Linked DNA regions of Mus musculus: region 1 is linked to region 2. Evidence: chromatin contacts called from public HiChIP or PLAC-seq data. All regions are on one chromosome and are shown on one strand. The core of a region is the stretch at or near the end of the contact, and the rest is flanking DNA. Distances in the headings are between cores, read along the strand shown. Region 1 overlaps Cd247 (CD247 antigen). Region 2 holds the start of Creg1 (cellular repressor of E1A-stimulated genes 1).

Region 1 (6,294 bases), core at 3,591-6,090, 40 kb before region 2:
AACATTAGTTCTTGGCCCCAAGGACCAGCATCCACCTCACTCAGAGTCACATGTATTCAAGCCTGTGGGCAGTTGCCACTCTCCAGCCTCCACCGCTAGGCTCACTGCTGAGCACGCCTTCTCCGGGCCTCTCCTACTTTCTCTCCATCTTTTGCAGTTCTTGGAGCACAGAGCACAGAGCATGGGGAGCATGGAGCACAGAGAGCACAGAGCATGGACCATGGATCATAGAGCATAGAGCATGGAGGGAGCACAGAGAATGGGGAGCACAGAGCAAAGAGAGCACAGAGCATGGACCATAGATCATAGAGCATAGAGCATGGAGGGAGCACTGAGAATGGGGAGCACAGAGCAAAGAGAGCACAGAACATGGAGCACAAAGCACAGTGAGCACGGAGCACAGGCCCCCTTCACACTGCTGTCCACTGCTTTCTCCCATGTCTGAACTGGCTTACTTGTGGACTTCCCATCTTTATTCTGACACCATCTCCCCATAACGGGATCCCTGCACACCTCCTGCTGACACATGCCACCTTTCTTCAACCCTCCATGCTGTCTTCTTTTTCTTCTTAGCTTTTAGCAGGACTCATTTTACACATTGACTTACTTACCCTGCTTTATTTCTGCCTCTGTCTTTAAAATATTAGCTCTGTAGGGTCTTGGATCTGTTGCTTTATTTTATTTTGTTCGTGATTGTTTATAAAGCACATTGAGGCCCCCTGGCATTATGCACACTTGATAAATATTTGTTGAATAAGTAAATGTATGAATAATGTTAATGGCTGTCCTTGCTTGTGGGCATGTTTCCAGTGGTGTGCATTGTGAGATAAAGCAGAGTAGCTGTGTCCCAGCTCACTCAGCAGTGTTCTCACAACACTGGAACTGCACCCTTGGGAGACGCTGTTGAGTGACAGCACAGTTGGGTGACAGCACAGTTGGGTGACAGCACAGTTGGAAGGGAGGTGGTACTAGACATTGTGGAGGTGGCATCAACTTTCTGACTCCAGGAGGCTTCTCAGTTGGCCTGGGGCCACACCTGAATCATGAGAGCCCTGTAAACCCTCAGATCCCAGAGTTCTGCATATCCATAGTATCCATACGTGTGCATGCCTTAGTACAGGGCTGCTCAAAGCTAAGGCTCGCCCTGAGTCCAGAAGCCATGAGGCTTTGATTCTCACTCTGAGCATGGAGGTTGCTCCATCCTGTGGAGGATCAGGCTTTGCAGCAGGGACTAGGAAGAAGGAACCTGGTGGGAACAACTGAGTCTCCGATGAGTTGGGCCAAAAAGGATAATAGCAGAGCCAACTGACAGGTAGGATCTTCACGGAGAGCAGAGAGTGGGCAGGGCCTGGGAGTGGGGAAACATAACCAAGTATGCTATCATGGAGGGCGAGAAGTCTAAACGGTGTTTGAGGTTGGGAGGCAAGTCCTAAGGGGACATCTGCAGGCCAGGTATCCGATGTATCGATGTCACATGTTCAATCTCTTTCTTACAGAGACAGGCCTGAAGTTTAGAAAACATCACAGAGGAAGTGCATGACAACGCGTGGGTCCATAACGCTTCCAGAGGAGAGACACTCGGCATTTCTACTGCCAGAGGTGATTCCAAGGAGACAATCACACATGTGGTGTCCGAGGCATTCACAGGAATGGGGAACAAGTCCACAGGGACATTATTCACAATGTGTCAAAAGTCAAAGCCATCTAAATGTCCCGTAGGCAGAGGGAACATAAATCACGGCCCTCCACAGGTCCTAAAACTGCTGTCCAGAAGTATTCAACAGCGAGAAGGGATGTTTGTGATTTACTGTCTGGCCAAAAGAACGGTTACAAAATTAAGTGCATGTTTCTCCCAGCCCAGGAAAACAGAGGCCGGCGTGGTCATGAGTTGTGGTGTGCATTTTTTTAAAGAATGTTTTTTTTTAGTTCTATCTTTTTTTTTCTTCTTTCTATATTTTCCAAGCTTTCTATACTATGATTTGACCTCATAAAATATGATAAATAGTATCTCTTAAAGTGTGCGTGTTTGGGTTCTAAACGCAGAAAATGAGGCCTGTTCGATTTTAAGCGGGATGCCGTGGTTTTGCTGACCTCCAGGTCCTGTGCGTTCAGTTCTCGTTGTCTTTATTGTTTCAGGGCCAGGGCGACTTTCTGAGTGGTAAATGACTACTTTTAGGGGCGACAGTAAATAAGCAAGAGCATAAAGAGTGTAAATGTAGTTGGCATTTGTTGTGAGACCAGGACAGTGAAGATATAAAAGCTGAGAGACAGCCTGGCCCGGCAGAGCCCTGGACTCGGCAGACCTAGACTGGCCAAGTCTCAACAGGAACAAACTGAGAACCCCCCTATTTCAGGGGTGATCAATCCCAGCTGTGGCCTCAATCTCACCTTAGCTTTCCTGGCTCAGCCACCAGGCTCGCCATTCTGCCGCCTCCTTACCCAGGACCACGGACATAGAGTTAAGGCCCAAGCGTCTTCAAGGTTCCTGACGGAGCACAGATTCCAAGATATACAAGTGGGAGATGAGAGGGAGGATCAAAAAATGTCCCCCCATCATGCCTCTGCTTCCGGCTATGCTGAAGTGTGGGCCCTTTCTCCCTGGTTGTTCATATTGAGTGCCAGTCGCTTGTTCTTGGATCCCTGGGTTGTGGCAGCCTTCTGCCATCCCTCCTGTCCTATGGCCTCTCCTCCTGCTCCTACCAAGCCAGTAGCTCCTGCTCACTGCTGAGACACAGCTGTCTTCCAGCTTTTCCCCCTTCACACCGATTAGGCCAGAGGCTTCTCTAGTTTTTCACATGTAGGTTCAGATCAGTTGCCAAAGCCTTGAATGTCTACACAAACCAACATCTTCTCAGCCTTCTGCCCTAGATCAGGTCCTCCAGGGGTCAGAGAAGTAGAGACAGGGAGAGAAAAGCCAGGGGGAGATGGATTCTTGGAGCTGACAATAAGAATATGCTCCAGAGATGGACAAGCTGGAGATTGGTTACAGTCAGGTGCAGTCACCGGCTGTCACCATTGACACTTCCCGTATACCCTTGGCCTTTCTACTTACCCAGTCACTAGTCATTCACCCTTTTCAGTTTATAGTACTAGAACACGTTTATTATAGAGCTACCAGGTGCCTGCTTCCACCTGGGCTCTTTATATGCGCTACTTTTAATCCTGCCAACAAGGCCTCAAGGTAGACAGGGTTAATTAAGAAGATTGTTTCAAAGAGGCCAAGGAACTGACCCAAGGTCACATAACTAGCTGTGACAAAGCCAGAATTTTAATTTAGATCATAAATCTATTATCCTATTATCTTTCCACTTCTGCTAAAACTGACCTCACTCAACCCCATTGGATTGTCAGAGATGCAGATGAAAGACAGAAGGAATTGCCAGCAGGGGTGGGGGAACCTGAAGTCAACTGGTAGCCTGGCCGTGGTTGATGGCCGTCCTTGATAGAACCACTTCAGAAACCAATGTTCACATGGCACCTGGCATCTCCAAAGCTGTCATTTCCGTGGTGCTGGGGAATGCTTAGAATTGGATCTGTTGCAGCCTCTTGGTCCATTTGATGACCGAATGCAGTGAGAATAGCCTATCACAGGCTAATCATCACTGAGCAAAAGAACACAAATCACAATTCATCTCCCTGGTTCTCAGCCCCCAGGGGACATTCATGCAACATCTAAAGGCACTTAAGCTTGTCCTAAGTCGGAAGTGCTCCTGACATCTAACGAGAGGAGGCCAGGGATACCATTAAACATTCCACAGCACATGGGACAGGCTTCAACATGACTATTTAGGTCAAGATACTAACAGAGCTAAGGTTGGTTCCTGTTCCCAGCATTCAACTGAGAGGGCCTTGATCCAGCCAGAGATGGACCAAAGGGAGAAGTGTGTCTTATCCTCAGAAAAGCTCAGCTAGGGCTCAGAGAAGCGGCCACATCCTGTTAGGCGAGGCAGTGGGGGCCTTACAGAGTTTTTCCAGCTTGCCGTATTCAAAAGCGGCCTATGGAATTTACATAATTTAGGGGTTAAAACCAGGACTGGAAAATGTAACCTCTAAAAGGAAAACAACAGAAAATGAGAGGTGTGTGTAATAATGGAAGCTGGGGTGTCAGGTTTAGATTTCCCATAAAGCTACCCCTAGTCATACCCTGTCTCTCCAGGCCAGAGACAGGCACCCAAATGGCCCCACATCACTGAACAGAGGGAGAGTCTGGAACTCAAATTCCAACTTCATTGTCACCAATCTTGAGTGCTCACACACACAAGGTTTCCCGTCCATGAGGCAAGTGGGAGGGGCTTTTAAAAAATTATTATTAATAGTTTTCCTCCCATTACCACTGTGTATGCGAAGCTCCTCTGGGTGAGCTTCCGTGTATTATGCTTCACTGGAGGAATAGTCACTATATCGTGAAAGAGAACCATTGAGCTCGATTTATTTTATTTACAACCCAAAGGAGATGATTGCTTTCCAGAGGCTACTCCACTGCATTAAGAGAACAATGCTTAGGACGCTGAGGCAGACCACATGGAACTTTCCAGTTTGTCTTCATCTTTCCTTGACAGGATGCTGGATTTTTCACTCTCAAAAATCAACACAACCTCAAAGACTTCATAAAAGGTGGAAATAAAAATACATCATCCCCTTGATTGACTACAGGGTTTCTGGTGTGAATTAGCAAGGTGGCCCCTATACCACATATGTGCTGTTTATTAACTTTTATCTGATGGTAGACAGCTATTGTAGCACACATGATTTCTCATAATTGCCCCCTCCCTGTTATGTGGAGCGCAACTATTTAGAAGACAGGTGAGCCTTGTATTGTGATGTGCTGTGACTTCCTGAGAATAGAAACCCCTATGACTAAACTCTCCATGAACACAGTGAGTCTGAGAACAATAACAAAAGCTTTTATCACTGGGGCCAGCAGAATCACATTTGATTTTCCATTTCACTTCAGCAAGACAGCGATCTGCCTGGAGGGTGCTCCGCCAACAAATGTATGTCATCTTGACTTTAAGCTTGGGCCTTGTGCTATCTGCTTGTGGAGCAAACCACCCACCCCAGCTCAGTGGCGGCTGGGGATGGCCCCCCGCAGGTGTCTCCCTGCTGCTCTCTGACTGGTGGCTGTTGCTTACCAGTGGGGCTTCCTCCTGAACAGAGATGGAAAACCAAGAGGTGGAGGTAGACAGGGACCCAGGTCTCTGTCTTCTGTTCCCACTATTCTTGACCAAGGTGTACAAAGGCTGACCCACAGGGCCTGTTTTTTTGCAATAAAGCTTTACTTGCATATCTCCTGCTCATTTGCTTGCATGAGTGTGTGGCTGCTTTTGGGGCTATAGCAACAGCATTGAGAAAGTGGGAAGAAACTCATATGGACCATAAGTCCTTCAAGATTTGGTACCTAGTCCTTTGGCCTAAACACTAGGTTACCATTTGAGGATAACCAAGGGTTGACTTTAGGCATCTAGAGAATAGAAAGAAATAAAAACATCAGGAAAAAAAAAGCTAAATATAACTACCTGGAAAGTTAAAGTTAATATAACCACAGTTATTTCATGGCATGAGTCAGGCCCCAGTGGTAGCACAGTATGACTGTCCCTTATGAGCCAACATGGATTCAATGAATGTGCTAGCCACCAAACCCGACATTTTTCATGCAGTGTTAAGTCAGCCCTTTGAGTAGATACTACACAGCTGTTAACAGACAAGGATCCCCAGATCTACAGAGCTTTTAGTTGCCCCAAGAACAGAGGGCTAAAAAGTACTGATGGCAGTACTGTTTGGTTCCAGAATCTAGGCTCTTCAGTGTGGGCTGAGCAGCACAAATGGGGATACAGACAACCTGCCCCTGAAGCAGGAAGGGACGTGATGATGTAGCAGAGTCAAAGGTCAACAGATGCTCTCATCAAGCCCCACATGAGATGCTGCTTTGTTCACACTGTTTTCTCAGAGGTGAGAGGGGCACCCTAATCCAGTTTCTCAAATGTTTGCTGATGGCAGAAAGCTAAAGGGATAAACAGCGGATCCCTAGCTTACCTTCCCAAAGAGGACGTGTTTGAAGCACTTCTCCACTGACGACAGAGCTAGAGCCACCCACCCCACAGGTGGGGCCTGACAGCTGTGACCTGGAAACCCACTCTCTTCTTCCCCAGCTCAGAACACCACACAGAAGACAGAAGAGTCAGGTCCCAGCTGCACGATGGTTTCTCATGCCAGGATCCCTCTGCCAACTCACTGTTCTGTGGGTCCAAGATGGCAGATTTGCCTTGGGAAACAGAGGCCGTGAAATGAATAGAG
Region 2 (7,246 bases), core at 4,616-7,115:
TGTGTGGAGAGGTGTCATGTTTTAAATTAACAAACTGTAGAGGATGTTTTAGCATAGCTAGTCCTATCAGTTCCATACTTATCAGAATTATAAATAAAGTACCCCCTAAACTAGGGCTGGAATATCTACAAGATTAAGCTCTAATTAAAAGAAAAAAGAAAAAAGAAAAACTGCATAAAATGACCACAGGTGCTCGCACGGCCTAATTGCACAATTTAAACAAGAAAGTAGCTGAATCATGCTGAGTGGCTATCACTTGGCTGCAGAAATTGTCACGTGGTCTCAAGTTGCTTACTCTTTCTGTCACATGAAAATTTTTACCTCAGATTCCAAACCCAAGGCAAAAAGATTCCTGGTTGGTTTCTCTCCAGCACCCACCATTGTTCCAGACTACTGCACACTCACAACTGCATGCGCCCATCTCACAATGGCCCATCAAACCCACTGAGTCTCAGAGCTGCTCAGGGAAGCGGGGAGGGGAGGGGCTCAGCAGGGAGGAGTGTGACTGCTCTTCCAAAGGCCCACGCTCCCCTTCCAGAACCCACGCCCAGTGGCTCACGGTCACTTTTAAGTAAGTTCAGCTCCAAAGGATCCAATATCTGGCCTTTGAGGGCCCCCACACACTCACATCAATACATACACAGAGATAGCCACACACACACACATAATCAAAAATAAAGACGATCTTGCTGGGCATGCTGCTAGGTAAGAAGTACACACCTTCACTCCAGCTAAGGAATTTGCTGTCTGCAAGCTGTTAGGTAAGAAGAGGAACCCTCCCGCCTCAACCTCCCCAAGGAGGAAAACAAGAGGGAGCCTTGGGTGAGGTTTCCCTACTGTGAACTCTGCAGGCAATACCCAAGCAGTGCTTTCTAGAATCCCATACCGAGTCTGTTAAAATGCTGAGTCCCCGCACCAATCTGTACCCAAGGTTTTACTTATTTTACTACTTGTGCACCTGTGTGTGTGAGTGTGAGTGTGTGTGTGTGTGTGTGTGTGTGTGTGTGTGTGTGTGTTTGTGTGTGTGTTCCCATGTATGTGGGCAGATACACAAGTGTGGATGAACCAGGAACTCCTTAACTTGCCCCAGGGGATTCCATTTGCCAAGCAGTGGGAGTACAGGAAGTTCAGCTGATTTTCTACGTGGGTGCTAGGGATCAAAACCCTTGATACTTGCATGGCAAGCTCTTTTCCTGATGACCCATCTCCTCAGACCTGACACCAGGGTTTGAAGCTCGGCAGAAGCAGGAGCAGGAGCAAGAGGAGGAGCAGGAGCAGGAGGAGCAGGAGCAGGAGGAAGAGCAGGAGCAGGAGGAGGAGCAGGAGCAGGAGGAGCAGGAGCAGGAGCAGGAGGAAGAGCAGGAGCAGGAGCAGGAGCAGGAGGAGGAGCAGGAGCAGGAGGAGCAGGAGCAGGAGCAGGAGGAAGAGCAGGAGCAGGAGCAGGAGGAGGAGCAGGAGCAGGAGGAGCAGGAGGAGCAGGAGGAAGAGCAGGAGCAGGAGGAAGAGCAGGAGCAGGAGGAGCAGGAGCAGGAGCAGGAGGAGGAGCAGGAGCAGGAGGAAGAGCAGGAGCAGGAGGAGCAGGAGCAGGAGGAGGAGCAGGAGCAGGAGCAGGAGGAAGAGCAGGAGGAGCAGGAGCAGGAGGAGGAGCAGGAGCAGGAGGAAGAGCAGGAGCAGGAGCAGGAGGAGGAGGAGCAGGAGCAGGAGCAGGAGGAGCAGGAGCAGGAGGAGGAGGAGGAGCAGGAGGAGCAGGAGGAGGAAGAGGAGCAGGAGGAGGAGGAGGAGGAGGAGGAGCAGGAGGAGCAGGAGGAGGAGCAGGAGGAAGAGCAGGAGCAGGAGCAGGAAGAGAAGCAGGAGCAGGAGCTGGAGCAGGAGTAGGAGTAGGAGGAGAAGCAGGAGCAGGAGGAGGAGCAGGAGCTGGAGCAGGAGGAGGAGCAGGAACAAGAGGAAGAGCAGGAGCTGGAGCAGGAGGAAGAGCAGGAGCTGGAGCAGGAGCAGGAGGAGGAGCAGGAGCAGGAGGAGGAGGAGAAGCAGGAGCAGGAGGAGAAGCAGGAGCAGGAGGAAAAGCAGGAGCAGGAGGAGAAGCAGGAGCAGGAGGAAGAGCAGGAGCTGGAGCAGGAGCAGGAGGAGGAGCAGGAGGAGGAGGAGAAGCAGGAGCAGGAGGAGAAGCAGGAGCAGGAGGAGAAGCAGGAGCAGGAGGAAGAGCAGGAGCTGGAGCTGAAGCAGGAGGAGAAGCAGGAGCAGGAGGAGGAGCAGGAGCTGGAGCTGAAGCAGGAGGAGAAGCAGGAGGAGGAGCAGGAGCTGGAGCAGGAGGAGGAGGAGCAGGAGTGTTTAAGTCCTCTGTGCAGAGGGCAACCTGTATTTTTGTTATTATAAGTTCTGGTGAGCAGGATGGTTCAGACAGATAATTTAAAAGTTGTATGAGCACTTTCTAGCATGAGGTGTCGAGGACTTAGCCTAAGCATGGTGTGACTGAAGAGGAGGGAGCAGGGATGATAACAAAGACAGCAGAAGAAAGACGGAGATGTGGAGAGGCAATGGGAATTCTAATGTGAAAATAATTCCACAATCCAGGATGCTGCCGGTCAGGGGCTATGGGTTTCCAAGAACAAGAGGAAAATGGGACTTTCACTGGACAGATACTTAATGAAGGCCATCAGAAATACAAGACTCGGGGCTGGAGAGATGGCTCAGCAGTTAAGAACAGTGACTGCTCTTCCAGAGGTCCTGAGTTCAATCCCAGCAACCACATGGTGACTCACAACCATCTGTAATGGGATTCGATGCTCTCTTCTGGTGTGTCTGAAGACAGCCACAGTGTAGTCATATATATAAAATAAATAAATAAATCTTTAAAAAGAAAGAAATACAAGACTCTGAGGAGACCCAACAGGCACCCCAATGCGGAAGTAAATCCTAACTGAAAGGAGAACCATGACTGTGCACATAACAAAGTTGACTTGTTTTTAATGGGTCAAAGGGGAAGAGAAATCAGGAGTAACCTGGTCAGATCACAAGAGAGCAGCGCCAAGAAGGACGGAGAGGTAAAAGGATTTTGTTTGCTTTGAGAGAGGACATTAGACAGTCCAGCCAGGTCGGAAACCACCAGATAACAGAGAAAACTAACCTTGAGCTGAAGATCCTTCTGCCCCCGCCTCCAAATCCTGAGACTGTATATTTAGGGCCTTATCACCAAGCCCCAGGATACAACGCAGGGCTTCCCACAGCCTAGGTAAGCACCCTGCCAATTTTACTGTGGACTTGCTGGCTCTACAACATAACTTGGTACCATATTACCAACCAGCAGAAACAGATTCTTCCTCTAAAGATTCATTATACAAAAATATCACACACCAAAACAACTAGACAAGAGGGACACCCTTACGGGACACACACCCAAGCCGCCCCTTGTCTGTGAGGGAGATGGCCGGCATTTTACACCGGGCAAGTGGTCTCAAGCCTCAGCCTGGCTCTTTCTAGCCTCATGAAGAGACTCTTGGTTGCTGGAAGAGGAAACGCGTAATAGGAACCAGTTTCGGCTGGTTAATTGGCCGAGTCAGTATCCAGACAAAGGCTGACATTCCCAACGTGTCCACACGTCTTTTCAATAATACCATCCCAGAAACCCGAGAGCCTGGGGAGGCTCCTCGAATCTGCCTCTCTTCTACCAGGAAATACTTCACTGGAGGCCTACCTGTTGGCCATCAGCTAGGTGGTCACGGGTGAGCCCCCATCTCTAAGCCTCAGTGCTCCCCATTTCGGCAGTGTGGATAATGACACCCCAGATACCTCACAGATAGTAATAAGATCATGGGTCGGGGCGAGGCTCAGTCTGTCCCCTTCCTATTAGGATCACCAGTGAGGGTTTGAGGGAGTAGGGGGCATTGTTCTAGAATAAAGTGGCTTGGTAGTGCATTTTAAAACTTCTCTGCAAGTGCTACGCAGGTCACTTGAGTGCCACCTCTGGGGTAGAGAGAACGGGTGAATAGCAGATTCTAGAGAAGTGAAACGGGCTGGTTAAAAAAAGGGGCGAGTTGGGGTCAATATATCTGGCTGGGAGGGACAGCGGCTTCTATTACTTTTGTCTCTCAGAAAAATATAGCCCCACCCCCACTCCCAGTGCTGCTAGGTCTTTAACCTTTTCAAGAAGAGTTAGAAACTTAAAGAGCAAATCAATAGACTTTGTTCTCTAAAATTTTATCCTGCGTGTGTGTGCGCACGCGTGCAGAGTGCAGGTGCACCACAGGTGCATTGGGTATTAATGAGTGTATGGTGTGGCCAGAGGTCAGTTTTGGAGGTCACTCCTCAGAAGCTGGAGCCATCCAACTGGCTTTTTGAGCCAGGCTCTCTCTCCCTGCGGTCTGAAGCTCACTGACTCCGCTTGGCTGGCAGGCCAGGGAGCTAGCCACCTGGCCAGTGCAAGATCACACGTGTGTGCAAGTGTGTGCAAGCCGTTGAGCCAGTGTAGGATCACATGTGCGTGCAAGCTGTCAAGATGGGTACTGAGGACCAAATACAGGTCCTCGCGCCTACATGGCAAGTATTTTACCAACTGGGCTATTTCCCTAGCCCCTAGGATTGCAGTTTTAAAAGGCAGTAGCTAATTTAAATTTGTTTAGAACAATACAGAACTCTGTGGAGGCTGAAGAAAACGGGTCTCTTCTATTCTAGCACATGGGTCCCAGTCCTGTGGCCTGTGCTTTGAAGACAAGTGGGTCTGAGGTGAACTAGGGTTGGCCCCCTGGCTTTGCGCAAATTACTTAACCTCATGTCTTCATCTGTAAACCCGGAATAGCCATGCCTGTTTCTAAGAGTTACTACAAGAGACAATGAATGAAAACAGGTGGAACCGAAAAGCCCTAGGCACATACCATGGCAAGGGCTTGGTTAAAGCGTCGGCGTCTCTTGGCTCACTGTTTACCACGACACCAAGCTTTCTCAGTTTTGCCACAGACCCTCCACCGAGTCAGGCTTCATTTCTGGGCTCCTGTGTGGCCTTTCCCTCCCAGGCTGTTTCCACCTGAGCTGTAAGCAGAGCCAGGTCCGCAGTCAACTATAATGCTGTGTAGTAGTTTCCCACTGCTGATAGGTAAAGGTAGGGAAGAGAATCTCCGAAGTCACATAAGCCAAACGCTAAACTATCCAACAATCTGTATGCCTTTAGATCACAAGAGTGCAGTTTATGCAGAGACAGCGCCTAAAGAGGACGCCTGACTATCTGAAGGGTGTGAAGTGCTCCAGGTACTGGCAAAGAATTTACCCCAAGCGCTTAGACCAGTAACAGGGTAAGTAGGAACTTCCTGGTAGTTCCCCAACATCTGGGATGCTACAACCTCCGCCTAGCCAGCGCAGGCCAGAAGAGACAGTCATGTGAGCTGGGTTCAAAAGTCTTATCTCTAAGACCCACGCTCTCCCCAGCGAGCTAAACTGGAGACGCTGGTTTCCTGCTCTGCCGGGTCTGGGAAACCGCGCCGCGCTCCCGCTCACCTGCAGGTCGCTCACGGCTTGCTGCAGTGGACTCAGGTACATGTAGGGCTCGCCCGTGCCTTCTCCCGGAGGACCGTCACTGATTGAGATGATGTCCGCGAAGGGCCAGCCGCGCACCTCCTTTATTGTGGAGATAGTGGCCAGCGAGCCCCAGTCTGAGACGTGAGTCACGAAGCGGGCCACGCGCGGCCCGTCTTCGCGGGGTGGCAGCGGAGGCAATCGCCTGTCCACGTCCCAGTCCCCGTGGTCCCGGCCTCCGCGACCCGAGGCCGGCGACACCAGTAGTGCCACCAGCGCGGGCGCCAGAAGGGCAGCAAGCAGGGAACGCGCGAGCTCAGGAGCACGGGCAGCCATGACGCTGACTGCGGAGTCCCTGCCCACCGACCAAACTCTGCCGGGGTAACTATTGCCTGCCCGTTGTTCCGCCCCTCCGAGAAAGCCAATCAGAGATGAGCAGGCAAGAGGGGGCGTGGCTCCAGTGCAACCCAGTTTCCAGAAGCATATGGTCTGTTCACCGTGTCCTGTGATCTGCTCTGTGAAGAGTGCGAATTTGCCCTAAAGAGATATTTGTTTTGCTTGTTTGATTTACAGACAGATAAATGAGGTCTAGAAGAAATTAAGCAACTTCCTAAGTCACAGTGCTAGAAAAAAGCTGCCTGCATGCACGCACACACCTCCTTTTTAATGTCTTTGAGTATGCTTGCCTGGCATCTAAGAGAACGTGAGTTTTCTGTGTGCTCTTTTCTGTTTACTGACTGTTAGCAAGCAAGCCTATATGTAGTACAGTACAGAAATACCGACATGCAGGAACTTAAAAATTCCTGGCCCAGAAGAGTCTTCAGATAAAGCCACTTTGTTAGTTTTCGGTATCCCACTCAAGACTTTGACCTTGTCCATTTGAGACCTGTCAAGTCATCTAGCTCGGTTAAATTCGTGGTTTCATGCATTTATTCTGGCAGATCCTCCAAGCCCGTGGAGGATTTTCATTCTGCTACCCTAGGGAGTTAGAAAATGTATGCAAACGTGTTTGCGTCGTTTTAAAACTGTGGCCACTGTTAGAATCTTTTAAGCCCCACCCATCCTATAGTCTGAATCAGGCCACACCTCTCTGCAGCTCTCTCTCTTCCTAACAGAGTTATGAAGCAGTCCGTGCTTAGCCGCTACTCTTTTTTCTTTCTTAAAAAAATATTAGGTATTTTCTTCATTTACATTTCAAATGCTATCCCGAAAGTCCCCTGTACCCCCCCCTCCCCTACCCACCCACTCCTACTTCTTGGCCCTGGTGTTCCCCTGTACTGGGGCATATAAAGTTTGCAAGACCAAGGGGCCTTTCTTCCCAATGATGGCCGACTAGGCTATCTTCTGCTACATATGCAGCTAGAGACACGATCTCTGGGGGTACTGGTTAGTTCATGTTGTTGTTCCACCTATAGGGTTGCAGACCCCTTCAGCTCCTTGGCAGCTCCTCTTAGTCTGTGGCACCCAGCTCCCTGTCATGTAGGCCAGGATGAACTAAATCATGGGATGTGAAACTTCCTGACACCTCTAAAATGATATAAAAATCAGGCTTAGCCTCTATTCTAGGGACTGGTGTGAGACTCCTAAAGGAGATTTCTGGAAAGATATTCTGAGGTCTGCCTCTAGCTAGCCCCCCACCCCAATCTGGCCCACTACTCTGTCTTTCTCCTGATCTCTGTCTGTCTCTCTGTCTCTCTCTCTGTCTCTGCCTCTCTCTCTCTCTCTCTCTCTCTCTCTCTCTCTC

Evidence for each region. HiChIP or PLAC-seq counts read pairs in DNA pulled down with a chosen protein or histone mark.
Region 1: a contact with region 2 is called in a BATF HiChIP or PLAC-seq map of CD8 T cells, with 6 read pairs. The contact joins the enhancer-like site here to the promoter of Creg1 in region 2. A contact is called at or near these places in 3 of 484 Hi-C or Micro-C datasets (CD4 T cells, muscle stem cells and natural killer cells), 4 of 115 datasets of contacts at active chromatin or transcription factors (CD8 T cells, the SCID.adh cell line, embryonic stem cells and 1 more) and 2 of 9 other capture datasets (adipose tissue and pancreatic islet).

Annotation. Positions count from the first base shown.
Region 1 is chr1:165,801,982-165,808,275 of GRCm38.p6, reverse strand. The region is part of intron 1 of Cd247 (CD247 antigen); the gene reads right to left. Among named protein-coding and RNA genes, the nearest start is that of Gm23402, 4.6 kb to the left of the region's middle. Within about 2 kb of position 4,840, at least 20 of the 459 cell types and tissues checked have an H3K27ac peak or open chromatin away from gene starts, as enhancers often do. A contact at or near this core is called in CD8 T cells, where this site is marked.
Region 2 is chr1:165,762,377-165,769,622 of GRCm38.p6, reverse strand. Creg1 (cellular repressor of E1A-stimulated genes 1) reads right to left here and starts at 5,865. Exons shown (of 4, transcript NM_011804.3): 1 at 5,485-5,865. The coding sequence starts at 5,838.